3 separate regions of the Mus musculus genome follow, and regions 1 and 3 are each linked to region 2. The links are chromatin contacts, called in public HiChIP or PLAC-seq maps. All regions are on one chromosome and are shown on one strand. Each heading gives the region's core, a stretch centred on a gene start, on an enhancer-like site or on the middle of the called end of the contact. The rest is flanking DNA. Distances are from core to core; before and after follow the strand shown. Region 1 overlaps Gm34296. Region 2 holds the start of Tent5b (terminal nucleotidyltransferase 5B). Region 3 holds the start of Gpr3 (G-protein coupled receptor 3).

Region 1 (2,917 bases), core at 91-2,590, 320 kb after region 2:
AGGAGGAGGAGGAGGAGGAGGAGGAGGAGGAGGAGGAGGAGGAGGAGGAGGAGGAGGAGGAGGAGGAGGAGGAAGAAGAAGAAGAAGAAGAAGAACAAGAAGAAGAAGAACAAGAAGAACAAGAAGAACAAGAAGAACAAGAAGAAGAAGAAGAAGAAGAAGAAGAAGAAGAAGAAGAAGAAGAAGAAGAAGAAGAAGAAGGAAGAAGAAAAAGAAGAAGAAAAAGAAGAAGAAAGGAATAAGGAATATGGGGATAGCCTGTGATGAGACTCAGTGGTAGAGTGCTTGCTTAGTGTATAGATGGCTTTCTTTCTTTTTCTTTTTCCTTTTCTTTTTCTCTTTCTTTCTTTCTTTCTTTTCTTTTTTCAAAACAGGATTTGTCCATGAAGTCCTGACTGTCCTAGAACTCACTCTGTAGACAGGGCTGACCTCAAACTCAAGGGATTGATCTGCCTCTGTCTCCTAGATGCTGGAACTAAAGGTGTGTGCCACCAACACCCAGTGTAGGACCTTTCTTTTTCTTTTTCTTTTTTTTTTTTCCAAAATGGACACTAGAGGAGGGAGGAGGGAGAGGCATAATCCTGGAGTTTAGCATGATGAAGGCCTAGTGATTGATCCCAGGCTTTGCTCATTGGTAAAGGCATTTACTGCCTAGCCTGACGACTTTAGTCCCAACAGCCCACAGGATGAAAGAGAGAACCAATTCCTAGTTGTCCCCTGACTCCCACATACACACCATGGCATGCATACACATATATACAGGTGCACACCTTTAATAACAGCACTCAGGAGTTATTAGAGGCAGGGTGATCTCTGAGTTTGAGGTCAGCCTGGATTACAGAGTGAGTTCCAGGACAGCCAGGGCTACACAGAGAAACTCTATTTCAAAAACAAAAACAAACAAACAAACAAAAAAAGAAAGAAGAGAAAAAAAAAGCAAAAAAACCTGAAAACAAAAAGAAAAGAAAAATAGAAAAATAAATAACAATTTAAGAAAAAGAGAAGGAACTAGAGTAGCCTCGTTGGGTGTGGTGGTGCATGCCTTTGACCACCATGCTCTAGAGGCAGAGGCAGGTGGTGGTTATATATGAGTTCAAATCCTACACAGTGAGTTCCAGGACAGCCAGGGCTATACAGAGAAACCCTGTCTCGAAAAAAAAAAAAAAAAATGGAGGTGGTATCTGATTAAATTCATCCCTCTGTGAAAGAAGACAAACAGTACCACACAAAAAAGCCACCAAGAGTAAGCAGGAAAGGGCTGGCAGTGGTGCAGTGGGGAGCCTATGAGAGGAAAGGGGCGTGCCAACTGCAGGGCTCAGAATCATCGAACCCATCCCTGCCTCGTCCTCATGAGGGAACTGAAAGAAACAAGAAACGTTTAGTTACAGCACTCTGGAGTTCTCTAGAAGGAACCAGCTAAAAGGAACTAAAAAAACAAAAAAACAAAAAAACTGAAAAGAGAAGTTTCAGGGCAGCTCAACTTTTGCCATCCAAATGCAAACGTTGATGGAATCAGTTGCTGTTGTGACCAATGTCTGGAGAGCTGGGGTTTGCCCCGACTCCTCCAATAGCTGCTGGTTTTTCGAGACAGGGTTTCTCTGTATAGCCCTGGCTGTCCTGAAACTCACTCTGTAGACCAGGCTGGCCTCGAACTCAGAGATCCGCCTGCCTCTGCCTCCCGAGTGCTGGGATTAAAGGTGTGCGCCACCACGCCCGGCTCTGCTGGGTGATCTTGAACACGTGAACAGTTTTCAAAAATCTCCAGTTTTGCACCTGCAAGGGAAGTGGAAGGAGAAGTATCAGGGAGTTCAGGGGCACTCACAGTTCCTCAGTGACTTCCAGACCAGGCTGGGCTGTAAGACTATCTGAAAAGGAAAAAAAAAAAAAATTCAAATCCTAAGTTGTTTCCATTTTGTTCTGTTTGGTTTTGCTTTCTGTCTTTACAAACATAGTTACAAATATTTGCACATTTTTTTTTTCTGAACTGTTTGACTAGAGGAACATCATATGCTTTTACTTCTCTCTCTACCAAGAACATTATTCCTTCACGTAACCACAGCATTGTACAACAATCTAACAGCGTTTGCTATACAGCTATTCAACCTCGTGGCTCCTCTTAGATTCCGTCAGTCGTCCTAACAACATCATTAAGCCACCATTTTTCCTGCTCCAGAACCAAATCCACGCGATCACCATCACCTTTAGTTTTTGCGATCCATTTGTCTCCTTAAGTCTTGCCCAGTTCCCCAGACTTTTCTTTTCGGTTTTCTGACCTTCATGACGTGTTTGAACAGTACCGGTCAGTTAGTTTATAAAATGGCTCTCAGTGGGGTTTATTTGACATTTCCTCGTGACTAGATAAAGCATGTGCGTTTCTGGTAGAATTACCACTGCAGCAATGCCATGACCTCATGGCCTCTTTTATTTTTAATTACATGAATGTAGATCGGTGCAGATCCTGGTACTGAAGGATGTCAGTCTTCGGATGCCTGTTGTTGTTGTTGTTGTTGTTGTTGTTGTTGTTGTTGTTTTGAGACAGGGTTTCTCTGTGTAGCCTTGGTTGCCCTGGAACTCACTATACATAGACCAGGCTGGCCTCCAACTCACTGTCTCTGCCTGCCTAAGTGCTGAGATCAAAGGCATGCAACACAACACCAAGTTATCAGCAAGTGCTCTCAACTCTGAGAAATCTCTCCAGCCCCCTTATGACTTCTTCTTCTTCTTCTTCTTTTTTTTTTTTTTAGATTTATTTATTTATTATATGTAAGTACTCTGTGGCTGACTTCAGACACTCCAGAAGAGGGCATCAGATTTTGTTACGGATGGTTGTGAGCCACCATGTGGTTGCTGGGATTTGAACTTGGGACCTTTGGAAGAGCAGTCAGTGCTCTTAACCACTGAGCCATCTCGCCAGCCC
Region 2 (2,909 bases), core at 75-2,574:
GATCTTGCACTAGGCAAGCATTCCGAGCCACTGAGCCAAATCCATGTGCAGGAGAGTATTATGCCTGGACCTCAAACGCTTTCATCAGTAGCCTCGGGGATCTAGAGTTCAGAGACAACTCAGTCAAAGATCTCATTTTTATTTCCCTCGTTTTGTGGCACCAGAGGTTGAAGCCTGGGTCTCCGGCACACTAGGCGAGCAATTGGTCAGCGCTTTATATCTCCAGCCTGTTGATGTTGTTGTTGACAGGGTCTCACTGTATATCCCCGGCTGACCCAGAACTCAACAGGCAGACAAGGATAACTGAACGTCTTATCCTCCTGCCCACACCACTGGAATGCTGGGGTTACACATCTGGTGGAACACACGGGGCCTCCTCCAGGGGTTTTTAGAGTGGCCTGAGGCTGGGGCCGGCTTTCAGAAAGAAGAAATGTGTGTTCTGGTTTGAGGCAGGTCAAGCTGTGCCCTGACAGAAACTGGGGTATAGTAGCTGTTTCTAAGTCCTGGATTCTTCTTCCCTGTCTTTTAATCCTTAGTCTGCCTTTTAGGAAAATGGAAGGCTACAGAATTTGCTATATTATTATTACGAGAATGACAAGAAAAAAATACTGCGGCGATGAACAGGGCGATTCGATTTCGATTCTCCCTCCTGCCCATGACACATATATTTAAAATCTGAAAAGGAGGAGGGGATAAGATTCAAAAGTAGCAATAAGCCTCGGCCTCTATGATCTGTAGAGAGAAAGAGAAAAAAAATAGTAATATCCATCCCAGAAAAACCCTGGGTGGGCCCAGATGGAGCAAAGAGCTACATAGATCTTTAAACCTCCATCAGGACCATAACTGACACTCACATGCTACATGATGATGGGTAATAACGCCCTCTCTCTAAGCAGATTTCACCTCACCTAAGATGGAACAGGTACGCCAGGCATGCGGTAATTCGAAGGGCCAATCAAAGGAATAAATTAGAAAGCGGCCGGGCCGCCTTGTCAACACGGCAACATTACTCTACACAGACCTCCCTCGACTTCTGCCGCTGGAGGGCGCTGTCCCTCTAAGTCCCGGCAGGCTCGGGCCAATCGCAAGCAGCAGCTTCTTTAAAGACCAAAGGAGGGAATTCGGTCCGAGAGAGGGGGCGGGGAAGGGGCGTGCCTTTCAGCCAATCAGAAACTCCTGAGAGCCAGCGATTCCCTTGCAAAACTGTGTTGGCCCGTGATAGGGGGAGGGACAAGAGGAGGGCATCTCCTGCTGTGTGACAGCTGTGCTGACCAATGGGCGTGCGGCCCGCGGCCTATAAGTGTCAGCTGGGCCCGAGCCGCCTGGCTCTAAGATCTGTTAGTCCTCCCTGCCGTCGGGGGTGTTCCCTGGGTTTGCCTCGCCGCCGCCGGGTCCCCGCACCCCGCCTTGGCCCGTGCACAGCCACTCTCCCTGCCCTCCTCGCCTTCACCATTCCCGGGTTTCTGCCGTCCAGGCACCGGGGCCGGGTGAATGATGCCGTCGGAGAGTGGAGCTGAGAGCCTGGAGCAGCCAGCTGCGCAGGTGGGGACCGGTGCAGCCTCGGCAGTGGCCACGGCTGGGGCGGCCGGCGGCGGCCCGGACCCGGAGGCCTCCTCGGCCTCCCTGGGACGGCACCAGAGTCGGCTGAGCTGGCCACAGGTGAAGCGGCTGGACGCGCTGCTGAAAGAGCCGATCCCCATTCACGGACGAGGCAACTTCCCCACGCTGAGCGTGCAGCCCCAGCAGATCGTGCAGGTGAGGGGGACCCTGGCAGGGTCGGGGGTGGGGTGGTGCTCTGCTGCAAGGTACCTGGAGTCTATGACTGGCCGGGAAGCTAGGGAAACTAAGAAACAGGAACCCGACTACTAGTTCAGCTCTTCCTGCACCCTGCTGAGCTTGCCTGCTTGCCGTTCTGGGGACCTCTTATTCCCTTGGGAACCACTCACCAAGACCCTGGCTGGGAAATGGGGTGGAGATGGAGGAGGCACTAGATGGGACATCGCCCTGGCAGTCGCCAGTGAGGAGGGTGTGTACCTGGTTCCAGAATAGCTTTTCTTCTTCTACCTCACATCCTTGGACCTCCTGCACCCTCAGGGTTCTAGGGCACTCTGCCCTTGTGTTCCCACAACCCTTAGCTCAAGAAGCCTTGGCTAGGTGAAACAGCCCAGAAATTCCTGGGAAAGCTCCCAACCTCCCACGTGTTGCGGCCAGACCGGAGACCTCACCCCTTTGAAGATAGCATCAAATTTCCATTTTAGGGGTTCCTTCTCCCTTAAGGCTAGAATGAAGGCCGGCCCAAGGTTCAGACCCCAAAACACTATCTCCCTCCTGAGGATCAGATTCTGGCAGCTGCCCCCCTCCCCCATCAAACTACAGCTCTTTTAACCTAACCCTGCAAGACCCCAAACTTGCTCTTTCTGCATACAGCCCGAGCACTGTGGAATTCTGAAATACCAGAGGATGCCCGTTCTTATACCCCATTCTAACTGAGGCCTCGGGTGGGAGGGTGAGCTACCTACCAAAGGCTATCCAGTGAGGTGGAGGTCAGGTTCAGGGAGGGAGTCCTGGAGCTCCCCAGGAACAGATGGTATCTGATCAACAGTTCCTCTCCCCCCCCATCCCCATCCCACCCCACTCCCCAGATTCCCAAACTCAACATCTAGTCCTGAAGTCCCTGTATAATGAAACCCAGAAAAGTTAGCTAGTGCTAGTTCCTGTGTGTTCCTGTCAATCATGGTCTTTCCACACAAGCCAGGTAAAGCTGGGCTTTATCATTCCCCACCCCCTTACTACAGCCTTCCACAGAGAGGGAGGGTGGCTGTTGGGGGACGGTCAGTCTTGCCCTCCCTCCCTAGGAACGGGGAATGAGGTGGAGGGTGTGGGGATGGATTCTCGAGGGCTGACTCACT
Region 3 (2,986 bases), core at 93-2,592, 270 kb before region 2:
AGGACACCAGGGTGCCTGAGATGCACAGCACCACATCCCAGGCCCTGGGAGAGGGCAGCAGTGTAGCTGGGCCTGTGGGTTCCTCTACTGGGTCCACGCTGCTCACGTTCACACTGCCTGAGCCAGCTGAGAACCAGGCCATAGAGCTTCCTGCTCCCCACATCATGGTACCTGTAGAAGAAAGGTCCTATGAGATGCTGGCAGGCCCGTATCCTGACAGGAGGCCCTTCGAGAAAAGAAAGCTGTCAGGATAACAGGTAGGGTACGGATGTCCTGCACACCCCACACCCCCAATTCATGTCCTGTGGTTTTTGTCCTCTGATGCCTCCAGGCCTCTAAACAGGGGTCCCTTTTTCTCGGTGATCCCTTTTCTGTGTCCCTTCACCCTCCCCTCCATTCCTCTAAGTCCTGAAGACCTCTTGGCCACACGTGGTCAAAGAAGTGAATCAAAGCTTACCATAAGTGAATAGGGGAAGCACAGGATTCAAGGTGTGCCCTCAATAGGCTCATGAATAGGGGAGGGAAACACGTCAAGAAGAAGAGCAGTCAGCTCCCTCCCACCAGACACGATGACTTGGTTCCTGAAGCTCCCAGACCCCTCACGATTCATGGGCACTGCCAGCCTCAAGCTCCGCCCCCAGGCAAAGCCGGTGCAGCTTCTTGCCAGCCCCCACTCGACATTCCCAGGGTAACACCTGGGAACTCATTTCCCCTACACTCTCCCAGACTTCTGACTCCGGACAGACACCCCACACACACTGCCCCCTTCTTCCTCCTAACCACTGGGTCTCCGTAGCAGACACCCCCTGGTGAAAGCCGGATTCCTGAGTCAGACCCCTCCTTCTGCCCGGACACCTGGATCTTGGGCCTGACTCCGCCTCCTGCCTTGGATAGCCGAAGCCCCAAATAAGACACCACCCGCTACTCGGACGTCTAGGTGCCCGCCCCAGACGCCTCCTGTTCTCCCAACCTCAGATGACCGCCCGTCCCTCTAGGGCCTCAGGTCCCGCAGGAATGCTCACCCTTTGCCGGGTCACCCCATCATACCACTCGAGAGCACCCGAACACTTGGGGAGCTGCCTGCTTATGCAGACTCTGCACATCCAGAGTCCCAGGTACGACCCCCCGACCCTGAGCAGGGGCAAGCAGCCTTCCGCCGGCCCGGCGCCCCTGCACGCTGTGTCCTCCCAGACTCCGGGTACCCGCGGCAGGGCCCACTACTCACCGGTGGCTCAGGACCGGGTGCGGCCGGGCCGCGGGGCGCCTCCACTCAGGTTCTGGCAGAGCAAGGTGTGCGCGGACCCCAAGAAGCCCCCGCGGCCGCGGGAGACGCGGCGTGAGTCACCCCGCCCCGCCCCGCCCCCGGCCACCGGTTTGGTGACGCCAGAAGCCCAGCAGGCCAATGGGCGCTGCGCGCTGGAGCGCAGCGCGTGCTGCGCGGCATAGTAATGAGGCCTCGCGCCGCCCGCTCCCCCATTCATAAAAAGTGACCGTGGCCGCGGCCCCGCCCCCTCCGGAGCCGGCTCTCTGTCCTTGACGCGGCGCCCTCTGCGGGTCGGGGGTTTTGGGGACACTAGTGGGAGAGCCTTAAAAGAGACTCGGGGAGGTCACAGAGGATGTGGGAAGAGGTCAAGGGATTGGGATAGTCTGCGGGGGTGATGAGTACCTTCGGTGGCAGAAACGAGCTGACATAAGACAGGTGATGGAGCGAAATGGGCGTCCCCGGTGAGGATGACAGGCTCTGCCTCTGATAGGGCCCCGAGGCGACGGTGACAGGAGCACGAGGGAGCAGGGAGGTGGGTGGCTGTGACGATATGAGCACGGTGACAGGATCTTGGAGGATGGCGGCTGTGGGACGTTGACGGTAGCGGGGTGTAGGCCTCCTCAGGACAGCCACAGCATTGTCAGGATGACTGCAGCATGATGGAGCTCGGGGACCCTAGGGTAACAGAAGTGGTGACAAGGCTTTGGAGATGAGTGTGCAGGTGAAGGAACTTCAGGTCACTGTGACCCTGTTAAGTGCTATAAAGGACTGAGGTGACGAAGCTAAATGAGAGCTGTGGGGTCCTGAAGTAAAGACCAAATGACTTGTGTGTGGGCCCCAGAGTGAGGGAACAGGGTAGGAAGTCTGACTGGACAGCGACCCAGCAGGTAAGTTGCTGTCAGGACAGGTCCCGTGATGTTGGGGTTGGAATAAGGAGCTGGGTGACGTCACTCATGTGGACCCAATAGCGTCCTCTCTGCATGGGAGGGTGCGCCTGGCAAGATTTCAAAACCTCAATTATTTATTCAAGGATCTGAAAAGCCAGAGCGAGGGCTGGGGGGGGGCGGGGGTGGTCACTTCCCCGAAGCAGCAGGAGATAGGGAGCCGGGAAGAACTTGGAAGCAGAAGGACTCGGCAGCTCCGTGCTCAGAGCAGCCTTCCTGAGCACCGGCTTAGGTACCCCAGGGGGTGGGGCAGAAAGAAAACTTGCTCTTTACTAGACCTGCCTGCGCCATCCCTAGGGAAATGCCCCATCAGATCTAACCCTAGGCACCAGTACTGTCCTTTCTCCCTTTGATCGTCTCTGGAATGTTCAAGACTTTAGGAGGGTGATGGGAGTCAGGGGTCGGATGTCGGTCTGAGGCTGAGGAAAGGAAGGAGGCCAGGAGTCAGGGAATGCGTCATAGCCTCACAGAGATGACAGAGCATGGGCTGGAGACTGGCAGGGTTTGGGCGGGATATGGGGAGTTCAGCTGGTGGAGGAGGTCAGGCCTCCAAGCCTAATCCACGCTTCCGAACCCTGTGACTTTGAGGCCCTGTTAGGCTCTCTGAAGCTGTTTTTTCATGTCTAAACGGCTGGGGACTGCTGGGGGCAGTTGGCCCGTTAGCAGCACGGGGCTGTATATTGGCTGTCAGTGGTGTATCTGGCCAGTAGAGGATGTCAGGGAAACACAGGAGGGCACAAAGAAAATGAAGAGTGGTCACAGGAGGCTCTGCCTTTGT

Evidence for each region. HiChIP or PLAC-seq counts read pairs in DNA pulled down with a chosen protein or histone mark.
Region 1: a contact with region 2 is called in an H3K4me3 HiChIP or PLAC-seq map of bone marrow-derived macrophages, with 2.6 times the contacts expected there. The contact joins the enhancer-like site here to the promoter of Tent5b in region 2. A contact is called at or near these places in 2 of 39 promoter capture datasets (both in embryonic stem cells), 5 of 115 datasets of contacts at active chromatin or transcription factors (bone marrow-derived macrophages, embryonic stem cells, extraembryonic endoderm stem cells and 1 more) and 1 of 9 other capture datasets (pancreatic islet).
Region 3: a contact with region 2 is called in a FOXA1 HiChIP or PLAC-seq map of pancreatic cancer cells. The contact joins the promoter of Gpr3 here to the promoter of Tent5b in region 2. A contact is called at or near these places in 4 of 39 promoter capture datasets (embryonic stem cells, hematopoietic stem and progenitor cells and liver), 4 of 115 datasets of contacts at active chromatin or transcription factors (bone marrow-derived macrophages, embryonic stem cells and pancreatic cancer cells) and 2 of 9 other capture datasets (adipose tissue and macrophages).

What each region holds. Positions count from the first base shown.
Region 1 is chr4:133,803,266-133,806,182 of GRCm38.p6, forward strand. It overlaps Gm34296, which reads right to left. Exons shown (of 4, transcript XM_030253992.1): 3 at 1,823-1,865. Among named protein-coding and RNA genes, the nearest start is that of Gm25270, 7.0 kb to the left of the region's middle. Within about 2 kb of position 1,341, at least 72 of the 459 cell types and tissues checked have an H3K27ac peak or open chromatin away from gene starts, as enhancers often do. A contact at or near this core is called in bone marrow-derived macrophages and memory CD8 T cells, where this site is marked.
Region 2 is chr4:133,478,809-133,481,717 of GRCm38.p6, forward strand. Tent5b (terminal nucleotidyltransferase 5B) reads left to right here and starts at 1,325. Exons shown (of 2, transcript NM_175307.6): 1 at 1,325-1,755. The coding sequence starts at 1,492. Gm13257 (a long non-coding RNA gene) reads right to left here. Exons shown (of 3, transcript XR_390815.4): 3 at 2,669-2,909.
Region 3 is chr4:133,211,194-133,214,179 of GRCm38.p6, forward strand. It overlaps Gpr3 (G-protein coupled receptor 3), which reads right to left and starts at 1,343. Exons shown (of 2, transcript NM_008154.3): 1 at 1,226-1,343; 2 at 1-171. The coding sequence starts at 166.